2 separate regions of the Mus musculus genome follow, and region 1 is linked to region 2. Evidence: chromatin contacts called from public Hi-C data. All regions are on one chromosome and are shown on one strand. The core of a region is the stretch at or near the end of the contact, and the rest is flanking DNA. Distances in the headings are between cores, read along the strand shown. Region 1 has its middle 37 kb from the start of Rab3c. Region 2 holds the start of Rab3c (RAB3C, member RAS oncogene family).

Evidence for each region. Hi-C and Micro-C count contacts between places; a contact is called where the count stands out from the background.
Region 1: a contact with region 2 is called in a Hi-C map of the N1E-115 cell line, with 3 times the contacts expected there. The contact joins the enhancer-like site here to the promoter of Rab3c in region 2. A contact is called at or near these places in 1 of 39 promoter capture datasets (macrophages), 1 of 15 datasets of contacts at CTCF or cohesin (the NIH/3T3 cell line), 1 of 484 Hi-C or Micro-C datasets (the N1E-115 cell line), 2 of 115 datasets of contacts at active chromatin or transcription factors (embryonic fibroblasts and neural tube) and 1 of 9 other capture datasets (pancreatic islet).

What each region holds. Positions count from the first base shown.
Region 1 is chr13:110,315,022-110,320,033 of GRCm38.p6, reverse strand. No RefSeq gene overlaps it. Among named protein-coding and RNA genes, the nearest start is that of Rab3c, 37 kb to the right of the region's middle. Within about 2 kb of position 2,348, at least 10 of the 459 cell types and tissues checked have an H3K27ac peak or open chromatin away from gene starts, as enhancers often do. A contact at or near this core is called in the N1E-115 cell line, where this site is marked.
Region 2 is chr13:110,277,481-110,282,392 of GRCm38.p6, reverse strand. It overlaps Rab3c (RAB3C, member RAS oncogene family), which reads left to right and starts at 2,187. Exons shown (of 5, transcript NM_023852.5): 1 at 2,187-2,398. The coding sequence starts at 2,375.

The DNA of each region.
Region 1 (5,012 bases), core at 1,099-3,598, 37 kb before region 2:
CCCAACTGCTTAGCCTTAAACACACATGCATGATCTCAACATTAAATGGACTCAGCAGATTGCACGTATGTGTGTGTGTGTGTGTGTGTGTGTGTGTGTGTGTGTGTAGCATGAATAAGAGGACATGAATTTAGAAGGGAGGGGAGGGGACTTGGGTATTCAGCCTCTTTCATAGCATACCTAGGAAACTATAATTCTCAGGATATTGGAAATGTTCCCACTTTTATTATTTACGGATGTTTCTAATCTCACTTGCCCAAAGGCTCATCTTGGTTCACTGTCATGTGATAACAGCTAAACGCAAAAGAACGTTTTAGAAGCACCATTCCACGACGTGGGGAAGAGCAGCTAACTCCAGGAAACAACGAGCTTACTTTAAATTTTTTTTTCATTACCTAATTGGGAACAAAAATGCATTGAAAACCTTTAGTGTATGAGACATAGGAGGCACAGTACAAAACCAAACAGGCAAGGTCTCTCTCAATGCACAGCTTCATTCTGGAGGTTTCCAGGCAGACTCAGATAGATCAGTACTTCTGGCTGGAGTACCTCTCAGCAGAACACACCTCCAGTCTCCCTCTCTTGTCCAAAGTAAAAAGTCTCCAGTAAGAGTCAAACAGAAAAGGCTTGGTGCGTTTTGTTCTCCAGCCCAATAGCTGCACTGTTATTTGGTATCTGTCTTTATGGAGCCCCTCTAAGTGGGTGATCAATGAGAAGCAGATGGAGTTTGCATCCAAGTAGACTAAGTGTGCTTCAACGTTGAAGAATATCCACCCAACATCCTAAAGTGGGTGCTGAGAGGCAGGTGAATGTCATTTCCTGGAACAGAGTATTTGCTTGCCTCTTTTATTTTTTACCATGGAGCCTCTTGAACTAACTCAATAGCGCATAGAACCAGGCAAAGAGAGACAACACTGCTGTTTTCTGATTACAGGCTTAGCTCACCAGATTATCACTCCAAAGCTTCCTAACTGTCACACAACAACTTAGAACTTTTTCAGCTTAAACTCTGTGTTTAAAACTCTTCACATGACACGACAGTTGTTGGCAGTTGTTCTCTTTCCTCTTAATGAGGCTGGCAGCAGCCACTAGAGGCCCTCCAAGTCCAGACTCTAGCATGGAAGTAGAATGCTAAACCGTTCTGGCCAGCACGGCCAACCTACAGATAAGTATCCAGCGATTACTCATTCCAAAACACATATTTGGCAGTCATCTACACAACTGGCATATTAAACACCTGCAATCTGTTCAATAAAAGGAGGGTTTTTTTTTTTCTGTAGGGCACCATGCAAAACCAACAGTGATTTTTGTATTCATCTGTTTACTTTTTATGGCTCTCCTGAATTTTTCTTTCTTGATAGTCTTCTGCTTAAAAACAAACTTGCCGTGTCCCCTGTCTCTTGTGAAGGATATCACACACTGGCAAAGGTGACAGTGCTCCTTAGTGTGAGTGGCACTCATCGCTGCTCATAGAGGATCTGATGAATAGTAATGCTGGCTGAGATAAGCCCATGACACACTGAATGCATCATGGCCATTGACACTGAGAGTCCTGGGCCATACTTCTGTAGTCTACCTTGTGGACGCCTGCGTGCTCTAGATTCTGAAGCAGAGTAGAATAGAACATAATGTTTTGTCTGGCTCTCCTGCTCTAAAGCAGAAGTCAAATTCGTATGGGTTGGATCCTTTGAAGTTTAAAAGCCAAGCAACCTGTTGAAGGTACTGATAGGGCATAAATGTGGGGCATGGGAACATTTTCAACTCAAAATTTCCAAGACCCAACAAGGAAGAGTTAATGAACTACCTCAACACTGAGTATTTACAGTGAGTATTTACAGTGATGGTGTTTTCTCTCAGTAAACCCCATTCTACTTCCAGAATGGCTGAGAGCACAGATCGCTAGATGTCAACTTTCCTTTCCATCCTTCATTCATATATATATATATATATATACATATATATATATATATACATATATATATAATGTATATAAGTACATTGTAGCTTCAGACACACCACAACAGAGCAGCAGATCCCATTATAGATTATTATGAGTCACCATGTGGTTGCTGGGAATTGAACTCAGGACCTCTGGAAGAACAGTCAGTGCTCTTATCCTGTGAGTCATCTCTCCAGCCCATCCATCCTTCTTTCTTAAGACTTCACATTATCTTCCTTTAAAAATAATTAACATGACATCCTTCTGATTCCCTGCCCCCAGTCCTCTAATGCTTCTCTATTATCACTTAATGAAGTTCAGCCACCTTTATAATATGTTAATCAAAGATTCCTCATTGCTTTCTCTCCAACCAAAGCTCTCCTAGCATATTTCCCACTTCTCTTTTCACTAGCCTATCTGAAGAGTGTTCATTGCCTCTGATACAGTTCATCTAGATGAAAGTATCCCAATGGTTCCTAATGCTGCAACCCTTTAATACAGTTCTTTGTGTTGTGGTGACCCCAACCATAAAATTATTTTTGTTGCTACTTTATAACCATAATTTTGCTACTGTTATTAATCATGGTATAAATATAGGATATGGAAGCAGGATACCTGGTATGTGATCCTTGCAGGGATTGCAACGCAGACTGAGCACCATCGCTTCTACCATAAGGGCTGTGGTTGCTTACAGAGACTCTGTGTTCACCATGCTCTCTAAGTCTCTTTTGGGATGGGGAATAAACCTAAGACAGCAGGGGCAACTCTTCTTTCTTTTTTTAATTGGTTATTTTGTTTGTTTACATTTCAAATATTGTCTCCATTCCTGGTCTCCCCTCCACAAATGCCCTATCCCATCCTCCCTCCTCTTTGCCTCTAAGAGGGTACTCCTCCAATCACCAAACCACTCCTGCCTCACTGTTCTAGCATCCTCCTATGGTGGAGCATCAAGCCTCCACAGGACCAAAGGCCTCCCTTCCCATTGATGCCAGATAAGGCCATCCTCTGCTATATATGCAGCTGGAGCCAAGGACCCAACCATGTGTACTCTTTGGTTTGTGGTTTAGTCCCTGGGAGTTCTGGGGTGGGGGTGGGGTCCAGTTAGTTGATATTGCTCTTCCTATGGGGTTGCAGTCTCCTTCAGTTCCTTCAGTTTTTCCCCCAATTCTTCCACTGGGGTCCCTGGGCTCAGTCCAATGGTTGGCTGTGAGTATCTGCATCTGTATTGGTCAGGTGCTGGCAGAGTCTCTCAGGGGAGAGCTGTATCAGGCTCCTGTCAGCAAGCATTTCTTGGCATCAGCAATAGTGTTTGGTGTGTACAGATGGGATGGATCCCTAGGTGTGGCAGTCTCTGGATGGCCTTTCCTTCAGTCTCTGCTCCATTTTTTGTCCCCATGTTTCCTTTAGACAGGAACGATTCTGGATTAAAAGTTTGGAGATGGGTGGGTGGCCCCATTCTGAAACTTTTCATCTTTATGAGTCATCTATGTTTTTCTCTTCCCTTTTAAGGCTCAAGAATCTATGAGGACAACAAGTGTACTATGTTACTAGGGAGTGAGGCTGATGTTTGTACATATTCGTCCTTTGCAAGACACCCTAGAGCTTGTAGGTGTCACCAAAGAGGAGCATGGCATTTCATGTTTACGATGAAGAAATTTCTTTATTAGCTGTCTACTCTAGTCACCCCAAACTGAATATGATTGCAAGCATTTACAATGGCACTAGCATATAACTTCTTTCCAATTACTTAGACAGATTAATTCAAAAATTAAATGTATTATTTATGCTGTATTTTGGATTTGACCTGCTGCTAGCTCATGTCTCTTGATAAGACAATATGTCCAGAATTCTGTAAGGGAAAATATTTCTTTTCTTTTTTTTTTTTTTTTTCTGTTATACATGGAGCTTTCTTTTTTTTTTTCTTTCCATTTTTTATTAGGTATTTAGCTAATTTACATTTCCAATGCTATAGCAAAAGTCCCCCATACCCACCCACCCCCACTCCCCTACCTGCCCACTCCCCCTTTTTGGCCCTGGCGTTCCTCTGTTCTGGGGCATATAAAGTTTGTGTGTCCAATGGGCCTCTCTTTCCAGTGATGGCCGACTAGGCCATCTTTTGATACATATGCAGCTAGAGTCAAGAGCTCCGGGGTACTGGATAGTTCATAATGTTGATCCACCTATAGGGTTGCAGATCCCTTTAGCTCCTTGGGTACTTTCTCTAGCTCCTCCATTGGGAGCCCTGTGATCCATCCATTAGCTGACTGTGAGCATCCACTTCTGTGTTTGCTAGGCCCCGGCATAGTCTCACAAGAGACAGCTACATCTGGTTCCTTTCGATAAAATCTTGCTAGTGTATGCAATGGTGTCAGCGTTTGGATGCTGATTATGGGGTGGATCCCTGGATATGGCAGTCTCTACATGGTCCATCCTTTCATCTCAGCTCCAAACTTTGTCTCTGTAACTCCTTCCCAGGGTGTTTTGTTCCCACTTCTAAGGAGGGGCATAGTGTCCACACTTCAGTCTTCATTTTTCTTGAGTTTCATGTGTTTAGGAAATTGTATCTTATATCTTGGGTATCCTAGGTTTTGGGCTAATATCCACTTATCAGTGAGTACATATTGTGTGAGTTCCTTTGTGAATGTGTTACCTCACTCAGGATGATGCCCTCCAGGTCCATCCATTTGGCTAGGAATTTCATAAATTCATTCTTTTTAATAGCTGAGTAGTACTCCATTGTGTAGATGTACCACATTTTCTGTATCCATTCCTCTGTTGAGGGGCATCTGGGTTCTTTCCAGCTTCTGGCTATTATAAATAAGGCTGCTATGAACATAGTGGAGCATGTGTCCTTCTTACCAGTTGGGGCATCTTCTGGATAAATGCCCAGGAGAGGTATTGCTGGATCCTCCGGTAGTACTATGTCCAATTTTCTGAGGAACCGCCAGACTGATTTCCAGAGTGGTTGTACAAGCCTGCAATCCCACCAACAATGGAGGAGTGTTCCTCTTTCTCCACATCCACGCCAGCATCTGCTGTCACCTGAAATTTTGATCTTAGCCATTCTGACTGG
Region 2 (4,912 bases), core at 938-3,437:
TTCTAAAACTGACATTGGCATAGTGTTTCTTCACAGCAGCAGAACAGAAACTAAGACAATAATGTATTTTTTTTCATTATATGAGATTTATTTATTTACTTATTATTTACTTATTTATTTTAGGTTTGTGTATGTGAAGTCAAGAGTTTGCCTCAAAACACACGTGGAAGTCCCAGAATGATTTGTTGGAGTCAGTTGTCGCCATCCACTATGTGGGTCTCGCCATCCACTATGTGGGTCTCAAGGACTGAACTCAGGTCATCAGACTTGGCAACAGACACCTTTGCACTGATCCGTCGCACTGGCCCTGTCTTCAGTTTGTAAGTTAATTTTCTGGACTCATCACATAACTCACCTAAGAGGTGATGGTTTCAAAATGTTCTTTTAAGTTGTTATGAAAATAAAAAATTCACCTAAGTGATACCACATGACATTCTCATTAATCAAAGATTAGAAGACAGATTTTTGAGAGAGAAAAAAAGAAAAAAAAGACCAGTGTGTGTGTATGTATGTGTGTGTGTGTGTGTGTGTGTGTGTGTGTGTGTTGCTATATCAGATATATACTGCACCATTGTTGCATATACAGAGATTTTAGAGGGAAATTCTGAGGTTTGTATCTTTGGAAAATGTATTTGGTATAAATCCTTTATAAGCAACGTTTGAGTTATAGCAAAAGAATTACTTGCATAAGAACTGCTGGGGAAGGTGTTTGTAGATAGATTCCCCAGACCTTTTGCCAACAGAATATCTGGCATGGGGCCTGGGAATATGAAGGATAATTCCCAAGACATGTTTCTAGCCCATTTAAGTCCCAGAACATCCTTTCTGCTGATCTATCTAAGGAGATGAAGTTCAAAGATGACTCGAATTAACCTTTGTATGACTGTCTGTGAATATCATGAGGGTTTCAACTTTGACTCTGCCTCTCATGTCATAAATCTGACATCTTGAAAAGGTGGGGGGGGGGTCACAGATAGCTTGCATTCTGGAGGGGAGAGGACTTGTCTCAGCGACGGACGACAAAAGTCCTCTCACACATTAGAAGTTGACAAAAGCACATAAATGTCCAGTTTAGAGACGTGAAGGTCATGGTATGAAACGTTCCAGGAGGAGAGTAATTGCAATATAAAAGGAATAGCTGCACGCGCGTTTAAGAAAGGACTGACCGGCTAACTTAATCTAGATCTCCCATCTCATTCCGTGAAGGTGCTCCAGGGCTCTGGTGATGAATGTGTTCATTTTGTGTGACTTGCTTTTGGTAAATAACCCAGTGCCCTATCAGCTCTGCAGCACTCAGGTAGTGTGTGTGCTGGGAGGGCTAGGGGAGGGGCCGCTTGGCACGGGCGCCCCTGGCACTTCTTAGGAGACTAGCAGCCTTTTCTTTGCAGCTGTCACTAGAAGACTTCTGGGTTTCCCTCTGAAAGAAAGCCCTCCATCTAAACCCGCTGTCCCTTCCATCCCTCATTTCGGTCTCGCAAACCACTCCTCCAAGCCTTTCCATTGTGCTCTTTCGCCTGCATAAGACCTTCATCTCCTTTGTAGTGGGGAGACTTACTTGAGGCTATCAGAACCTCCGGCTGCAATGGAGCTGTATGGAAAGGTAAACAGAAAGGAGTGCCTGGCGGGCTCAGTCAGAAATCTAGCTTTTGTGGATATGTGTGTGTGTGTGTGTGTGTGTGTGTGTGTGTGTGTGTTCGCGTTTGCGTGCGTGCCGATCTTCTCAATTCAGTCTTGCGGATGAACCGCTTTTCTTATGTGTGTGCCACCCACTGCCGTTTTCCCCGCACGATCGTTGAATAAGACTGTAAAACTACTCCACTCTGGGTAAGTATAAACTTTCCGGGTTCAGGATAGAGATAAGGTAAAGCCCATTTGCATTGGAAATTAGAACAAAGTGCTGCGTTTTCTAGCCAGAGAGATACAGTCTGGCTTCCAAAAGCGATACTGTGAAGAAAAAGTCCTAGTTTGGGATGAATTGGTGTTATTGTCGCTAGCGCTCTTTGAAGAAATGGTTAGGCAGGCTGAGAGCGAGAACAACCGGTGTAACTGGAAAGAAGGGAGGTTTCCACCGCCCAGTGCAGCTGGAGGGGCTAGCCCGAGGGAAATCTTTCTGGGTCTCTGGGAATTGTAGTTCACAATTTTCCCATTTGAGCATTTGCCTCTTAAGATTAGACTACAACTCCCAGAAGCTCACGGGGTCCCTGGCCAGAACGCTTGTGCGGAGTCAGGAGCGGACAGCTCCGGTGCTGATGTTGGAGCGGGCTACAGAGCCCCACGCGTGCGGAGTGTTGCGGGGAGCGCGCAGGCTGTGCACGCTTGACCAGGCTCCCGGACCAGCGCTGTCCTAGCAAGAGAGAAAGGACATTTGCCTACAATGAGACACGAGGCGCCCATGCAGGTGGGTCTACAAAGAAAGAAAGAATGGTCTCGGAGAAACTGAGAGGGTCTCTCTAGCAGCTCAGGGGACTTGATGAAAGATAGATAGGGTTGTTCATTTTCTTTCTGGGCTCCCTAGGAGGTTGAGTGTGGAAAATGAAAACACGAGCTAACAAAGTGAGGACAGCCCATCTCTTGTTGTCTTTGATGGTCTTGGCTTCCTGGGTTAGTGATAGCGGTGTGAACTGGAGAATTTTCTCACGAATTTACTGAGAGTTCTCCATCTCGACTGGGTAGAGCGAATTCAGCTTGGTTAAGGACATTAAGAAAGAAATGTCAGTGTCAGTATCCCCCAAAGTGGTCTAAAAAACAAGAAAGATAAAAGAAAAGAAAGGGCAAAAAAGATTAGGGTCCTAGTATCAGAGGTAAAGAGCAAACACATTCACAGTTATCTCAGAGCTATGACATCCTTGATCTATGTCTGCTTAACTGGCCGGAAACGTTTCGAGGACCCTCTCTTCCCCAGCATTCCTGTGATGAGGTGGCCATTCACTGTACCACTAGATTCCCCATTTTAATCACATTCTTCGGGTTTACTTCCTTCAGAAATGAAGAGTACCTCTTTTGGAGCTAGTCACCTAAGTTATGCTTTTAAGTAAAGACTAGTTTTGTTTCTCCTATCTGTGTACAATTGATTAAGGCTAAACATAAGTCTATGTTTGTTAGCCAAGCTAAAGACTTGTTTCTCCTATCTGTGTACAACTGATTAAGGCTAAACATAAGTCTATGTTTGTTAGCCAAGCTAAATGGGCTCATTGCATAACAGAGCGGCGTTTTATGAATGGGATGAGAAGATTAGAAAGCACTCCATTTGGAATGTGTTGCTTCCCTTCAGAATCCACCTCTGTTGGTAAACTCAGCAACATAAATATTTGACTATCCAGTCTCAAACATTCCCCATGGTTTCCTCCTGAATCAAGGACTTTATACATCTGCTTTCATTTACTTTTAATTTATTTTATGACTTTTATATACGTATTAAGGAATCCTAACTGGACGGTTAAATGAAAACACTATAGAATTTAATTGTTTTCAGGAGTATTATATAATGGAAGACCTCAAATTACATTAAGAGTTATTGAAAAATTGATTCGTTCCCAGGAATAGTGGGCCCTTTGTGTGACATCGGATATTTCTGTTTGTGAGTTAGCTTTTTATTATAGACCTTGTGTAAAATGAGTGTGGACAGACAATAAAGACTGTTGCAATCAGGGTCTATTAGCTTATGATAATTTCCCTTTCTGGAGGTGTTGCTAAGAGCCAACTAGCTGAATTAATAATATTTGATGATAAGTATATATTAGCAGTTGTCTTAAAAACTGTGTTTCCATACTTCACTGTGCACATTTACATCAAAATATGTTATGACTCCAAAATTTATGATTTTTCAATTATTTCAAAAATGAAAAATAATAATGTACATTAGAATTTAAAGTTGATGCTCTGAAATCTTTCTGTCAAAATGGCTATTGTATATTGATATTATTTTTCTGTGTTGCTTAGACTGTTTAGAAAGGTAATTAAATGTTATAGAACTATATGGAGTTATTGCTTTAGGACATATCTTAAATCATTGTGGGTATGCCCACTAGATATATACTAGGTATTGTAAAAGGTGTATTTCAATGAAAACTCTAATGGCAAATTAATGTAAAAATTAGGTAATGTGGACTTAATTTTCTGATAGATACAGGTACTTTTCTATTTATGGAATATTTTAATTCACTGAATTATATTTTTGGAATTTAATATATAGCCTCCCCAAAGCTATTGTGATTATGTCAGACTTGTGAAAAGTGTACTTATCCAAGAACACACATTCATTTCAATAGATTATTGTTATAGTGACTTCTATCATTTTCATATTTTTTAAATTATGTAATAATTCAGAGGATGAATATAACTTAGGTTTTCTTAAGCAGCAGTTACTCTGCTAGGATCCATTTTTCTAAACTAGAATCATATTCCATGTAATGTTGAGACACAATGATGCAACATTAGAAATACTGGAAATTCCTTTTTTCCTTTCAAACAATAAGCTGTACCATCATTCTAAACATATGCCCCAAGTGTTTCTTAACTTACATTTACAAAGGATGAGTCACAAGGCAAGCTTCATTTTATACTTCCCTTATCTCAGAGTTTTTCTCCTTTTTTGGAGTGTTTAGTTCAGTTGGTAATATGAAACAGAGTGAGCTTTTAGTTTATTGGCTAGCTTCCTAAGTATTATGGGGATTTTTAAATTCTGAAATAAAATTATTTGAAAAAAATGCACAAATGTCCATTATAAAGCATCCAACATTCTTATATAGATGCCTTTGTGCTCAGCTCATTATATTTATCTTTGATATTTGGATATTTTCTGCAGAACATTTCCCCCCAAGCTGATAGAAAATAAGGCAATATTGTTTCTCGAAGTGACGACCACAATGATGTGTGACGATAGCCTTCAGTGCTTGCATTGTCTTTCTAATTA